Linked DNA regions of Canis lupus: region 2 is linked to region 1. Evidence: chromatin contacts called from public Hi-C data. All regions are on one chromosome and are shown on one strand. Each heading gives the region's core, a stretch centred on a gene start, on an enhancer-like site or on the middle of the called end of the contact. The rest is flanking DNA. Distances are from core to core; before and after follow the strand shown.

Region 1 (4,532 bases), core at 780-3,279:
TCTAATATTAGTAACGGGAAGCACTACTTCTGCCACCACTTGTTATTTTCCACCAGATGTTCCTGCTACCACCATCTCCACTGTCCGCAGATCCAGAGTCTCCTTGAAGCTGCTTCTGAGGGCGTCGCAGGAAGGCACCGGCGAGGGATGCAGCATCCCAAGCCACTCCCTTCTAGGGAAGCCACACACACACACACACACACACACACACACACACACACACACACACACACGCTTTCAGGAAATGATATCGCCTCCTTGTGGTCCGTCAGGATACTGCCACTTAGTAATAAAGCTAGATTCTCAATTACAGGCCCTTAGGATGATTCCAAGTCTTCTGTACCTTGCCCTACAAACCAGAAGAATGGGCAAAAGCCAAGATTTTTTTCTCACCTCTGTGCAAAATTCCATGAAAAATTCACCCACCAGAAGTTTTTCCTCACCTTTCCACACAAAACCATAAAACGGTATCTGAGAACCACCACCTTTGCACGCGTGAGTGACATTAGCAGCAACAACTAGTGAAAAAATATGTGCTGTAATTTTAGACAATGTTAAGACAAATTTGGAATTCCTGCATCTCTATAGTTCATAAAGGAAATATAAAGGAAGTAGTAAAAGTACTTTAACTCAAACATCGAAGCCGCTAAATCACCACAACCAGTTACATATAAAACAGATGCTGGGATCCCTGGGTGGCGCAGCGGTTTGGCGCCTGCCTTTGGCCCAGGGCGCGATCCTGGAGACCCGGGATCGAATCCCACGTCGGGCTCCCAGTGCATGGAGCCTGCTTCTCCCTCTGCCTGTGTCTCTGCCTCTCTCTCTCTCTGTGACTATCATGAATAAATAAATAAAATCTTTAAAAAAACAAAACAAAAACAGATGCTTACATGCTTCTGCTATACGAAGAACTTTTACTGCAGGGACAGTGACAAAGGACAAAGCTGACTTCACCTAGGCCTTAGAGGAGTCACAGAATCCATCCTTTACACAGTGTTTGAGCAGAGCTCATGAGAAAAAGTTGGAAGATAAACCTAGAGACAACTTATTGGGTTCTGGCATCAACCAATTAGAATATCAAATTAAAAAATTTAAAACCCTCATTCTGCAAGATGACAAAACTCCTAATATCAAACAGAAGTCAAAAAGTCACAGTCAAGAGAAAGATAACAAAGATTCTTATTAGACATCTGTAACAATTACTTGGCAAAAACCTCATTTCCCACGCTTTCAATTAATATAAAGGAACATGTATTTAGAATGACAAACAGATTAGAAGTTGGGAAGAGGAAATACCACAGTTCCTGATACTCCCTAAAATAGAACATGCACACATTCTTCCTGTGAGAATAAAAGTACCTGCATAAAGTACGTATATTTTATTTGCTCATTAGTCTGTCATTGGCCCCAAGGAATTAATGTATGTAGTATCCCTCCCTACCCCCCCCCCCCCCCCGCCAAAAAAAAAGGTATCTGAAAATTTAACACCGGCCGCTAACAAACCTACTGAAATCAAAGATGAAACCTCTGACTAAATTACTCAGAGATCACTATCATGTCCTGGAAAATTAGGTATGCTTTTAAGGCTTCATACTTTAATTTCATGGAAAAGCAATCAAATACAACCAACATAAAGCAATACTTTGAGAGGACGTGCATAACAGATTTGGTAACGTGAAGGGCCAGAGCCAAGATGGAAAGGTCCAGTAAGACTCCTGAATCTAAGTATTTTGACCAAAATCAAGCAGGATTATTTTTTTAACTCTCAGATTACTCATTAATTCAACAAATATTCACAGCCCACCCTGACTGAGGCTGCTCTTGGTGGTGAGAAAGGATGGGGAGCAATCAGATCCTCCCGCCCTTCTGGAGCTTCCAGCAGGTGGAGGACTGCCACCAGCCAGGCCTCTAGTCCCCGTCTGCAAACATTCCTTCGCACGTGCAGATACACAGGGCGCCCAGTGCAGCGCCTGCTCTCTCCTGCCTGCCACTTTCTCCATCTCCTCTCCATCTTAAACCCCAGCTGCAGAGACAGCCCTCTGTTCCTCAGGCAAGAGGCTCAGTCTCCCTGGAGGGCCTCTGCACTTGCTGTTCCCCCTGCCTGAGCCACTCTTCCTCCAAACATCTAAACACAGCCTTCCCTGCATCAACTCTCTGCTCAAACCTCTCCATCTGAGAGAGAGTTCCAGGACCACTCAATCAAAAACAATGGCCCCCATCCTGCCCCTCTTTACTACAGCAAGTCTTACTACTTTCCCAGTGCATATCACTCCCTGGTATTACCACCTTTATCGCTTCTCTGCTTTCTGTTCCTCTCCCCCAGGGAGAGGTGAAGCCACTATAGCAGGGTCCGTCTACTCTGTGCAATGCTATACTTGCAGTCCCTATAGAGTTCCCTGCAATGTAACAGATGCTCAAGATGCATTTTTCAGAAAAGCAAATATAGGCAGTATTAGCAGTTTTGTACTACAATGGCAGGTGACACATAATAAAGGGAAAACACCTTAAATGCTAAAAGAGTTAATCAGCTTAAAATTATGCTTAAAGGACTCTTGAAATACTCTAAAAAGATAAACGTAATGAACATATAAAGGTCATCACTGGCTAATATTCGACTTTTATAATGTATCAAGCTCAATTTCCAGGATTAGCATTACTTCTACAACTAACTGTGTTTTAAAAGCACTCTGAGATGTCGATTTTTAATTTAAAAGAGTCAAATATTTTCTGAAAGCATATCCCCCTTTAGGAGTTACTCATAACCTTCTCCTAAGCTGTACAATTTGCAACCATATTACATAACAACATTACAATGTAAGATATTGGAGATAATCAATGAAAGGCAGGCATTTTAGTGCCTAATGGTGAACAAAAACGGCCTTCATCTTCAATTTAATCAAAGGTACAAGCCTTTTCTCCATGTTCAAAAATATTTACTCTCAAGAATTTTTCTTACAGATTATTCTAAGAAGTTTCCATTTGCTCTTTAATTTCTCAAAACAAGGAAGGTGTTAATCAAGATATATGACTTTATTTACTGGCCATCATAGCTCAGGCTTCACCACGGAGACATCAAAGATCCTTATGGATCACTATGAAATTATACAAAGGCAGATGATACATATTGGAGAGAAGGGGCATTTGTTTCCTGGAATGTGAGGCAAAGAAGTAAGTTACTACTGCCTTCGGGCCTCTGGGAATAACTGAAATCCATTTAAAAACCTTAAAAACTAATGTTTTACGATAATTTTATAACAAAATATTAGAAACAACCTACATATATCTCAATAAAAAAGGTTAAATAAATTATGGTTCACCCTTGCTTGGAGTACTCTCAGCAGCTCTCCCAGAATGAGGCAGCTCTCTTCAGTACTGATAGAGAGACTGCCAAGATTCAGCACTCTAAGGGAAGGGCGGGGAGCTGGTGCAGAGCAGCATATACAATGTGTCCTCGTTTGTGGAAAGACAAATAAAAAGAACACATATGAAATGTTTATACTAGCATAAGCCATATCTGGAAAGATATAGACAAGGAACTAGTAACCCTGGTTCCTGGGGAGAACAAGGTGCTGTGTTTCAGAGAGGGGAGAGAGATACACTTCCCACTCCAGAGCTTTTTATATCTATTCAATCTCCTACAAGTGTGCACAGATCGCCTGTCCCACAAATTATTACAATACATTCTAATATCAGAATAATTTATACCATTGCCAACATATGGTTCAAGGATCATCTTCAAAAGTACAAGCTTTCAAAAATGACAAAAGTTGTTCGGTTCGGGAGCCTAGTTCCTGATCCTTAATTCCCAGAAGAGAATCCAAGTCTCCACTAATTAGAGAGGCACGCTTGTGATCTCACCTATTACAAAGCAAATAAGCCTCAATTCAATTCTTGGAAGGGAAATAGCTGCTAAGTTCACCTTGAAAGCATACTTCGCATTTAAATTGAGCTTGTTACTACCTAATGAAGCCTTCAAATTAACACAGTTTCCACCTGGCGGTAAAACAGAAAGTCAATGTAAAAAACAAGAGGAGAGTCTGGAGTTTCTGAAAACACTAAGGTTTCCCTTCTTCTGCCAGGCTTAGCCAAGGAATCCTCTGATATTAGTGAAATAGGATTTCAGATCTGTAGCAAAATAGTAATTTTAAGGGGAGGGGCAATCATCGTTTGCACTATACAAACGCCTTATTTAATTCTTCGTTCGTAGGGGATGGGAATTTGCCTCAAATTTAAGATTCCATTGTGGACCTCTGACTCAATGATACTGTCACATTAATTTTATTCCAAACAAAACTTTTAATCAAAGGCAAATCTGAAACTGAAAACAAACACGTCAGAAGACAAACCTTAAACTGGAACCCTTCTGTTGAAAAATGCATGTTAAAAAAACACATAAAAAGAAATGCAAAAAATTTCATTTCCATACAAATGCTACTCAATAATCATACACACACGTTGTATCAACATTTGGCTGCATTAAACACACCCATATGAAGAGGAACACAAAGATACTCCATTGAGAATGAAGATCT
Region 2 (4,532 bases), core at 1,277-3,776, 98 kb before region 1:
TCCCCTGCCCTGAGCCTGGCTCTCCCTTTTTTTTTCTTGCCTCCTCCTTTCCTTCCTTGGCAGCTTCTCTTCTCTTCCCACCCCACCCCCCCCACCTTCCTGTTCGTTTTTCTCCTCAGCTCCTGCTGTTGTATATCCCACTCTTTCTTTTTCCTCCCTCTGCCTCCTTGCCTTTTCTATCCCTCTTCCTCTTACCCACTTTAAGCAGAAGGGTTACCCCCCTTATCTGCAGAGTAAGCACCCCCAGCCCCCCGGTGGATGCCTGAAACCACAGCCAGTCAGGGACCCATATGTTCTATGTCCCCCCCGTACGTACTTACCTACAATAAAGCCTAGTGTCCAAGTTAGGCCCAGTAAGAGATGAACAACAAGAACGGATAATAGAACACTTAGAACAACATATGGAATCAAAGCTATGTGACTATGGTCTCTCGCTCTCAAAATCTCTTATTGGACTGTGCTCCCCCTTCTTGTGATGCTGTGAGATAAATGCCCATTCGATGCGCTGAAGTGAGGTGAATGACGCAGGTGCAGGCTCGGTGACCTAGCGTTAGGCTCCTGTTGACTTTCTGAAGATAGGATCATCTGCCTCTGGACCACCCAGCCGCTCAAAGAGTGGATAAGCAAACTGGCGAATAAGTGGGGGCTGCTGTACCAGAGCCCTTCTGGGTTCCAGTAGGCCGTCTGGGCTGGCAGCGCCCTGTCCAGAGCTGTGCCACGTCAGAGAGCACGTAAACAATGTCTCCAGAGTTACCTCAGAAATTAATAAAGGTTCATTTTCCTTCCTTCCTTCCTTCCTTCCTTCCTTCCTTCCTTCCTTCCTTTTTTTTTTAAATTTTTATTTTTTACATAAAGATTTTGGGAACCTGCCATGGGTGACCTGCTAACAGAGGAAGTTATACTTGCGGTCACTGGGTTTCGGGTTTGCTGTTGCCTCTCTCCTTCCTCTCTGTCTCTCTCTTTCTCTTTTCATGTTAGAAGTTAAGTTTAAACTCTCCAACTGTTCATATATCAAGTAGTTATACATTTTATGTCTTGGGTGTAGAGTCAGCTCCATGTCTCCTTTGCATCAACCACATATTTTTGTGAAACTCCTAACTGGTTTTATAAGGTGGCTTATTCTCTCTCGTTTTGCACATTTCTTTGAAAAGGATTCTTTTTACCTTAATTTCCTTAAACCGTCACTTCTGTGTCTTTTTAAAGAAGAGAAAGATATTGCTTTGGGGAAAAGGGTGATTCCTTGGGAAGGCAGAGGGGTGAGAAATTAGGAAGAAGGAAATATGGTTCTAAGATATTGGAAAATAAAAGGTGGGCTGAGGGCCAGAATTAAGAGCCTGTCTGGTTTAGGGTCTTTTACCCTCTTCTTAGCTGTATGATCTTAGTCAAATCCTTGATGATTCCTGTGCATTGTCTTCCTCTTATGTGAAATGGGAATAACCAACCCTCTTCCATATTCCCTGCTGCTTCACGAGAAGGTGGTGAAGACCCTGTAAAACAGGACATTGGAAGGCCATTTGTAAAAAATGGGTCAAAGCCTTATCCCGCCTACTTCACCAGTCCGTTGAGGTCATGGCTGAAGCAGTTGGAGTCCTGGGGCAGATTGGCTTCAGTTAAGGAAATCCTGGTGGGCTTTGTTTGGGGATTGTTTTCCCTGCCTCCCTAGGAGAACATCTAGGGCTATCCCCAGCTGTTCCCCATATGGCTCAAGACCTGCTCTTTGGCTTCCAAGAATAATTGGGCTCTGTTCAAGTTTCAACATACTGCAAGGACTTCTCAGGAGTGCCGAGGCCAATAACAGTGACAGCCAGCCCCAGGGAGGCGACCACAGGGAGACACCAACCCCAGGCCATGACAGGCAGCTCCGAACCTGGCCAAATGCATGTGTAGCCAAGAGGAAGAGGCTGACAAGTTGTTAAATGTCCCATTTCCAGGAGCTGGCTTCCTTTGTATTTTCCTGCCCTGTGGTTGAGGGCTGGGTCAAGAAAGCCATATACCATGTAACCTCCATTGTCTGTTCTATCACAGCCATCACAGAAGCCATCGAGATCCCGCAGTTTATCGGCCGCAGCTACCTGACATATGACAACCCAGATATCCTCAAGAGGTAATACGTTACAGCATGTACCTTCCTTATCTCTGCGGGGGTAGGTTTCTCAAAGTCTTTGCCAGGACTTTTCCTTATCTTACTTGCCAGAAGATAGTTCTCAAAGAAGGCCTTTTAGCCATGGCCTCAGGGAGAGAAGAAACACAAACTAGACATAGAAACTAGAATAAAACAAACAAAAAACAAACTAAACTTGAAAAATGCTGCCTTTCAAACAGCCCCATTACAAACAACCCAAACCCTTTCTGGTCAAAGGGCCTGGAGAGAGGAGCATGCTCAGCCCCAGGATTTCCAATATTGGGGTTTTGAGAAGCAGTGAGAACCTGACACTCCCGGAGCCAGGGCTATGAGTGTGATTCCCCAGGCAGGGCAGTTAGCTTCGTGCTGTTCCATGACCACAGTGTGCAGCTCTGCCTGGAGCTGGCAGCAGAAGTGCCCCGGTGTCCCTGCAAGCACTCGGTCCTCAAGTCCCTGTGCTACCTTCGGTCTTCCTCGCCGAAGATCCGCTCTTCTCTTCAGGCTCTGGCCAGTTCAGTGAGGGCTTCTCAGCTCTCCTCATATGGATGAACATGATACAAGGAGATGCCCACATCCCCGCCCTGGCTCTTCACGCCTGGTGGCAGCAGCTCCGGCCCAGCTCTGGAGTCCAAGCTCCTGATTTGGAATAGCATGTTTACCTGACGAGGAAAGGCTGGCCCTAGGCAAAGTCCTCGCACTAGTGAAGCTCATCTGTGGTGCTTTCAGTTTGCCTGTCTCTTTCTTTTTCCTCCTCTAATTCTTTGTAGTTTATAGGGTGCCGTCCTCCACCCTGTCACCAGCACCATCATTCTAGAATTATCCTTCCTCTTCAAGCTGACTGCATCTTAACAGACTATAAGGCAAAGCTTGAAGCTAAAGGCACCCAGTTCTTAGGGTAGAGTTTGGGAGCTTTTCAAGGGACAAAAATAGTCAAGAGACTTTCCTGGGGTCTTGGATGTAGCTGGTAACTCTGAACACACACCAGATAGACATGCTTGGTTTTGTTTGTTTGTTTGTTTGTTTGTTTAATTTCATGTTGTATTTATCTAGGTTGTTGTGACAGGGGGCCTTAGGCAAAATAGATTCCCAGCCCAGAGAGAGTTTCTCCCTTCTTAAGCCCTTTCTCCCAAAAGATGCAAGAGCATTCAATCCCCAGAAAACAAGGCATTGTGAAAGGGGCCCAAGTCTTTAGCCCTCTGAGGCTTAGTAAGAGGCATCAAGTGGCTGTGGGGAGTAGAGGGGTTTGGGGAGAATAGGGGGTGCAGGGCCCCAAACCAAAGCAATTATGTACGTGTGTGTATGCATGTAAGTCAACCTCAGGATCTGTTTCCATTGGATGCCTTTGGCTGCATGTAACAGAAAATTCAACTCAAAATGTCTTAAACGTGAAAGGTATTTATTATATCATGTAATAAGCAGTCCAGACGTAGACTGGTTCCTGAGTTGATTAATTCAGAGATTTAACTGTATCCTCAAACACCTAAGTCTCTTGCATCTTTCTGCCTTGTTAACCCCAGGTTATTCTCTGGGGGCACTCCTTTTTGTGGTTGTCTATAAGATGCTCATAAAATTGCTATAAATCAGGGCAATATCCAGGGGAAGTAAGAATTTCTTTTTCATGCAACTCTTTCTTAAAGGAAAAGAATCGTTCCTAGAATCCTTCTGATAAATTCCCTCTATCTCATTGGACAGTATTGGTCACATGCCCACCCCTAAACCAATCACTGCAAGAGGAATGGAACCATGATGGTTGGCTTATTCTAATCAATGCATCCAGAGCAAGTGAAGGAAAAAAAGGAACTCAGAGTAAAAGATGGAAAACAGCAGGTCTCTAGGGAGTAGGCCAGGGCTGGATTCTCTGCACCTGGCCTGGTGGCAAAGTCACCATTATGGACGCTGCTCCTCCCTGCCTCACTCTGAAGCCCTGCATGGGGAAGGTCAACGTGATCTCTTCCTGTCTAGGTCAGGCCCTGGGGAGCCTAGACAAAAGTCCCCTCCACTGTTCGCTATAGATCATCCCCGAGCTATGATGGTTCGACTTAACGATTTCACCATGACAATGGTGCAAAAGTGTGCATTCCATAGAAATCATAATTTGAATTTTTATCTTCTTCCAGGCTGATGATTATGATACGATCCTCTCTCACGGTGTTGGGCAGTAGCAATGGCTACAGCCACACCATCACAAGGGTGCCCTTACCACCATTCTGTTCCCGTAAACTTATTCTGTTTTTCACTTTCGGTATGGTACTCAATAAGTGACATGAGATAATCAACGCTTTACTATAAAATAGGCTTAGTTTTAGATGATTCTTCTCTAGTGTAGGCTAATGGAAATGTTCTGAGCACATTTAAGGTAGCCTGGGTTAAGCTACGATGTTCAGTAGGGTAGGTGTACTAAATGCATTCT

What was found. A called contact is a pair of places that touch in the nucleus more often than the background predicts.
Region 2: a contact with region 1 is called in a Hi-C map of amygdala, with 2.7 times the contacts expected there. The contact joins two enhancer-like sites. A contact is called at or near these places in 4 of 9 Hi-C or Micro-C datasets (amygdala, blood, liver and 1 more).

What each region holds. Positions count from the first base shown.
Region 1 is chr4:71,223,023-71,227,554 of UU_Cfam_GSD_1.0, reverse strand. No RefSeq gene overlaps it. Among named protein-coding and RNA genes, the nearest start is that of LIFR, 20 kb to the left of the region's middle. Within about 2 kb of position 2,029, at least 5 of the 20 cell types and tissues checked have an H3K27ac peak or open chromatin away from gene starts, as enhancers often do.
Region 2 is chr4:71,321,730-71,326,261 of UU_Cfam_GSD_1.0, reverse strand. EGFLAM (pikachurin) reads left to right here. Exons shown (of 23, transcript XM_038535273.1): 19 at 2,026-2,104. Among named protein-coding and RNA genes, the nearest start is that of LIFR, 78 kb to the right of the region's middle. Within about 2 kb of position 2,526, at least 3 of the 20 cell types and tissues checked have an H3K27ac peak or open chromatin away from gene starts, as enhancers often do.